Regions from separate parts of the Mus musculus genome. Here region 1 is linked to region 2. The links are chromatin contacts, called in public promoter capture Hi-C maps. All regions are on one chromosome and are shown on one strand. The core of a region is the stretch at or near the end of the contact, and the rest is flanking DNA. Distances in the headings are between cores, read along the strand shown. Region 1 holds the start of 1700067G17Rik (RIKEN cDNA 1700067G17 gene). Region 2 holds the start of Hjurp (Holliday junction recognition protein).

The links. Promoter capture Hi-C pulls out the DNA fragments that hold promoters and counts their contacts.
Region 1: a contact with region 2 is called in a promoter capture Hi-C map of stem cell-derived epiblast-like cells, with 4 times the contacts expected there. The contact joins the promoter of 1700067G17Rik here to the promoter of Hjurp in region 2. A contact is called at or near these places in 3 of 39 promoter capture datasets (embryonic stem cells and stem cell-derived epiblast-like cells).

The regions. Positions count from the first base shown.
Region 1 is chr1:89,014,414-89,017,475 of GRCm38.p6, forward strand. It overlaps 1700067G17Rik (RIKEN cDNA 1700067G17 gene), which reads left to right and starts at 1,700. Exons shown (of 3, transcript NR_040471.1): 1 at 1,700-1,959; 2 at 2,133-2,236. Gm34194 (a long non-coding RNA gene) reads right to left here and starts at 1,765. Exons shown (of 9, transcript XR_003947921.1): 1 at 1,560-1,765.
Region 2 is chr1:88,276,082-88,279,408 of GRCm38.p6, forward strand. Hjurp (Holliday junction recognition protein) reads right to left here and starts at 1,498. Exons shown (of 8, transcript NM_198652.2): 1 at 1,293-1,498; 2 at 1,138-1,204. The coding sequence starts at 1,388.

The sequences.
Region 1 (3,062 bases), core at 450-2,949, 740 kb after region 2:
TTTAGGTGGGTGAACCAGTGGGCTTCCTGTGCTTTACTTACAAGAGCATGCTCCTTATAGAAGCATAGATGACTCAAAGCCAGCCCCAGCACGGGACTCGCCAGAGGGGCATCTTTGGAACGCCATGTACAGCTCTGGCTCCTGCAAAGAGTCTCCTCTCTCAAGCAATTTCTAATAGTATATTGCCCCGGGGAGAGCCTTATGAGTCCTGTAACTTTCTCTCTCCATCTAGGAGAGGGTGCATTGAAAGGTCTTTCCTTCAAAGAGAGGGTGCAATTGGGAGGTGACACCTACTACACAAATGGAATCAAGTCAGAATAGAGGTGAGGCCAGGGGACCCAATGTGGTATTCAGAAAATCAGAGCCTAAATCAGAGATTAGCACGCTCTGTAGACAGAGTGGGGGACTGGGCACTGGACTAAAATTAACAGGCAGAGGAGAGCACCTGGCAGGAAGCCCCCACTCCAAGACACCTTTAGCATAGCCAAAATTACCTCAAAAACACAGAGGATCTCCCTAGCACTGCGCCTGGTCAGCCAGACAAGGTCAGACAGGCATCCCAGAAAACATGTGGAAAACACTGACCAATCAGCACCGACTGGAGGAGAAACAAGAAAAATAAGTTGAAATCTACCATAACCAGAAAACACACTAAGGATCTAGCAATAACAATAGAGGTGCTTTATTAAGAAAATATGTTTCTCCTGGCTGTGAGTTCAGGATATGATGATCTAGGGAGGGTTGTATCAGGGAATAAAATGGAAACCAGAAGAGGAGACCTGGTATGGACCTTCAGCCTATGGGCAAACACAGTTGAGTGCACACCTCATGTATATACCATATACAGACACACATAAAATCAAATTGAAAGGTTTAATTAGATTCCATATATAAAAACGAAGTGAAGGCAAAAGCTTAATTCTCAGGCACAGACAGACTCTCTGGAGGATAGGGAGGAAATAGTTAAAGGAGGGGGGTTGGAGGGGAAGACAGCAGGTAAACAGGCTATTGTATGCTCTGAAAACGCCTTCTCAGCCATCACACACCTGCTCAGGATCAGCACAGGCAGCCGTTAAACTTGGACCATTTTGGAGAGAAACACAAGGGAGCCAACTACCGTCCCCTCCCAGACCTCCAATTAAGCGTGGCATCTGCTGAGTCATGAGGTCAGAGCACTCCTCCAAGCAAAAGTGCAGACACCGCCCAAAGTACCTGCGTGCCTGGGAGCTGTGGAAACTAGGAGAGGCACGGGGCGGTTTCTGTGACCAAGCCTGGGCAGGATATAAAAACTCAGCACAGAAGCAGGTCTAACGCGCAGGCAAGGAAGCTTCTGGAAGCCGGATAGGAAAGACATTTCTCCGAGTTGCATTAAGGAAAAACCAACCCCTACCCTCACCCTTGCCCCTGTCTGTCTCTGTCTCTCTAATTTCTGACAATAAAACATTTTCTCTGATTCGACAAGTTTTCTCCCTTCTTTACAGTTCTGCCTGGCTTTCTTTTGCTATGATAAAAACCAAAACTAAAAGCAACTTGGAAGTGAAAGGGTCTGTTCCCCTTACCTCTCTGCGGTTCCCAGTTTTGCTTCTGATTTCAAAGCGGTTACTCCACCCCCAACCTGAAACTCAGTGTTCCGATGTTCCTTCTCTGTTCCTGAATAAGGAAGCCTCGTGGTGCCAAGTCTAGGTGTGGACTCTTAACTGAGGCCATTTTGTTCTAGTGACCCTGGAGGGCGAACTCCATCTTTAACTCAAAAAACATCTGTCTTTCTTCGTCTCCCTTTTGGTTTCGACCTCCTGAAGTGCACGAGGTCTCCCCCTCTCCGGGCTGCTCACACCTCTTCCCTTCCTTTCCCCTCCATCTCTTTTTCAGACCATTGGCTTCTATCTCAGTAGCGGGGATGTTTCTCAGGCTCCTGGTCTACTCAGCCAGCAGCGCTCCATTTCTTCAGCATCAGATATGGTACTCACTGCCTTCCCATGCCCACGGTCCTCAACTCCAGCTCCTTGGCGGCTTTCCCACTCAGGAACCCTCTGTGGGTTCCCTCCCCTCCTCAGCAAACACTCTTGTTTTTTGTTTTTTGTTTTTTGTTTTTTCTGAAATTGCAGGTGACTTTCTATCCCTAATTCTTAGAGGCAGCAGGCTCTGGTGGTTCACTGTCAAGAAACTAGATGGATTCTGACACATGTGATCTAAGTTCCTTCCTTTAAGTGCCTTCTGGACTCCGTGAAATTTAAAGGCAAGTAAAACAAATAAATTTTCCCAGGCCACCTCAGACATATGTATCCTGTAGAGACCAGTGAGGGAGATGGAGCCTCGCTATAGTGACCCAGGGCATCGTCTAATAGAGATTTTTTGTGCTGGATTTCTTCTCACGCCCACAGCCAGCGCTAGAACACAATAACCAAAATATCTTGATTCATCCAAAAATAATCTTCACCTCAAAAGCCATTTTTAATTGGCAGATAAAATTGTATAAATTATCATGTACTGCATGCCATTCCAAAGTATATACACATTGTGCAATGAATAATTTGGTTAATTAATGTATGTGTTGTTTTGCATAGTTAGTATTTGAAGTGAGACTATATAAACTCTTAGCATTTTCTGAGAACATAATATGTATATTAACTATTACTATACTGGTGCTGTAGCGTGTGGTAAGTCTCTTGAAGTTACTCTTTATGTCCAATCATGTTTGTCTTCCTCCACTGACACTCCCCAAAGTTCCTCCTTCAACAATCCAGTCACCGTTCTACTCTTTCTCTGTCTCTCTCTGTCTCTGTCTCTCTCTATATGTGTGTGCATGTGCGTGTGTGTGTGTGTGTGTGTGTGTATTGAACTCATATTTTTTAGATTCCACACATCACTGAGGTCATGATGTATTTGCCTTTCTTTGTCTAACCTCTTCATATACCATAATGTCAGGTTCATTTAAATTGTCTCAAATGTTAGGATTGCCTTTCTTAGGGCTGAATAGTATATTCAATTGTGTATATATGTCCTGTTTTCCTTATGCATATTGCATTGATGGACACAGGTTGGTTGCACAACCAGTGTGAATA
Region 2 (3,327 bases), core at 248-2,747:
AACTGTCAACACACACAAATGATTCCCTCCTGTTCTCTGCAGTTAGCTCTCTGCTCCAGTCTCCACCTTAAATCTGGACTTCAGTCTACTGCATGTTAGGAAAGGCCGCGCCAAAAACGTGTCTCTCAGAACAATCAACAAGATGAGGGATTCATGGCAAGCTTGCTAGGACATAGATTTGTTAACCGACAACTGCAGCCCTAGGTGTCTATGTGTTGGCCAGACCTCAGGGAGGGCTCTTATACCAACTTGTATAGTCTCAAACTCTTCAGCAACTTCACTGTTCTCATATAACTGACATCAGTTATATATCACTGACAGAATATATCATTGAAGACAGATGGGCAGTCCAAAATACTCCAGACACTGCCTACCCCTTCACAAACAGCCGCAAGAGCACAGAAAAGCCAAGAGTCAGACAGCACACTTATGGATTCCTATATTGCTGTGTCCTGATCCCATCCAGAGAAAAGCAACCTCTTTGTAGAATTAGTTCAGTTTCTGCTTATTTAAAATGCTTACCCAACACGTGCCCTGAACAGCCAATAAGACAAAAGACAGACTGCACTTGTAGACCCCTGGCAGACTGTGATCCGAAATCCGATTTTATCAATAAATTCAGACAAACATCAGGGATGGGTCTTAGGGAAGGATACGACCTCATCAAATAACAAACTTATCCCAGTTAGAGAACCGATGAGGTTTAAGGTAGTAAGTACACTCACAACATTAAATAAAATGCGTCAGAGGTGGCAGATAATGGGGACTGTCCAAAACAGATGGGTCTACATTTATACAGCAAAGCCCATGAGAGCGGAGCAGTCCTGGGTGCTGTTCCAATGGCCTGACAGGTACTCTGGTGATGTTATACACAACCATACGGCTTACCCATGATTGTCAACATCCTTATTTTACAGAGTCACTTGTACCGCTAATCAATTAGCTCGAACTTCCATGCCAGGCATTTTAAAAAACCAGGCTGCACTGTGTCTCCAGGCATTTCTTTCAGAGAAATTAAATTGGAAATCAGCAACTCAGGGATTCAAGGTCCCTAGGAGCAAGGGGGACAAATGCAGCATTGCAAATTCTAGGCCCACTGTTCTGGCCCAGTGCCAACAGGAAGGGAGGGCTTCGTACCCTGGGGCGTCTCGTAGGTTAACGTCCTCATCTCCACCAACGGGTCGTCCTCAAAGGGCTGGTTGTACTGCGGGGAAGGGAGAGCTGGTCAGACTCCGGGGCGCTGGATCCCCGCCCACCGCGCCCTGCCCGCCTCGGCCGCCGTCCCAGCCTACCTTCGCTATCAGCCGCTTCATTAACGTCTGGAAGCGGCTACTGCTTTCCTTAAGCTGCTGATGCAGCCTGCGGTCCTGCCGACCCATAGACTCCATGGCGTACGTGGCTCTCTGCCCGGCACTGCACCCGCCCAAGCCCGTCCACAGATCAAACGTGGCGCCCCGCGCGCTAATAGGGTCTTTCAAAAGTATTTACGCAACCGATCCTGCCCGCGTTTCCGGCCGCCGCTCCCAGGGAGCACTTCCGGTGGAAACGAGAAGGGGAGGGACGAGAGGGAGGGTCCGCCGGAGCGGGTGGAACATGCGCATTACTTCATGCGGCACTCCCGCGTCCCCTAGAGGCTTCTGGGTGAGTTGCCTGTCAAGGCTCCTTCCTGGATCTACCAATTTCCCAGCTCTTGGGAAGGCTTGGGGAAAGCCAGATCCAAATAACGGTCCTGAAAGGAGTCTGGAAAGCCAGTGTTCAAAAACAAGACGCGTGTAAATGTGCTGAACGATATTATAAACGTGACAGAATCTGTGATTTTTATCCTAGGGTTTTAAAATAAACTTTCTCTCCCATTTCTGATTATAGGCTGTTTCTTGATTGTTATCTTGTTCCTTGAGGGGGTAGGTAATTTGGTGTCCATTTTATGAGGGCATTTACTTCGATTAACATTTTAGAACATTTTCAGAATTTTTGGGAGGGGTTGTCTTCTGGCAGAGCTGGGGGATTGAACCCCACTAGTTGGTTTTACTGTGACTTCATAACAGCTACATTTGTTTGCGGGTATTAACGTGATTATCACGATATGGGAATTAATGGAATCATTACTGAGTATCAGGAAGTCCCTTGAGGTGCCTCTCTACTTCTCAGCCTGCCCCCATAATCTTTTCATGCTGTCCCATTGAAACTGAGGGAGGGAAGAAGAGCTTCCAGGCTCATAGACTGTGGATGCCCACGCAATGTATTTGCAACAAGCGCGGAAGTCTCTTTCAAGATCCTGGGCTTCTGGGAGGGCCGTCGGTCGTCCGACTCTCCTGGGATTGGATGGCGGTTGCCTCATCCAATCTGTCCCTACCCCAGTATGAACCTGTTGCCTGTGGGGATGTGAGAAGGTGTTGCTTCAGAACGTTGGTGGTGGCGTCAACTAGATATGCTGTTCTGTCTCCTGAGCACCTCCAAGCCTTCCCCATCCTGATGGCTGAACTTCTCTGCACTGCAAGCTTAAAGTAAAACTTTCCTTCCTTATTTTGCTTTTTGCTAGGTGTTTTCTCACATTAACAAGAAAATATCCGAGACTCTGTCAATTTACAGATAATTTTGACTTCACATAGATCATTCACGACTACTGTGTTAGAAAGAGGCATTAATAGCTCATCAAAGTATGTTTAGTCAAATAGGCGGAGAAGGTTTCAGAATACTGATTGTCATTGAGAAAAATCAATTAAAGCATTTACATATACAAAACAGAACAGGTAATTTGGCCCAAATACTTATGAAAGTTAAGAGGGACCAAATTAAGTATTAAATAATAATAAATATAATATTGTAATAATAAATCTTACCAAGGGTTAATGATAAGAACATTTAGTAAGAAAGCCCTTCAGGGAAAAGGACAAAGGTCAGAAATTGTCAACAAGAGAGGAGGTGCAATGGGCAGTGCTCTGTCTCAAAACTAAGTTAAGGATGAGCAAGAACAAGGTCTGAGGGCGGACATAGGAAGGTGCCACATTTAAACCTATTGCTTTGTAAGTTAACTTACGAAAGTTAAAAGGGACCAAACTAAATAGTCATGTCCAGTCTAGGAGGTTAGCATAATTAACAACAGCCACAAATATTAACTATCAGGGTGAGCGTGAGGAAATGGATCTCTAACCCTTCAGGAGAGCCTTTGTTATGCAATGTTTCCAGAGGAAAGTGCAGCATGGTGTAAAATGGGCTTTCAAAAAACACACCGTACTTTGATGCCATGGGTCAACATTTTGAAACCTAAGCAATGAAAGACCTTGGCAGGAATTTAGCCTGGGGGTGTTTACAAATCTCTAACCACAG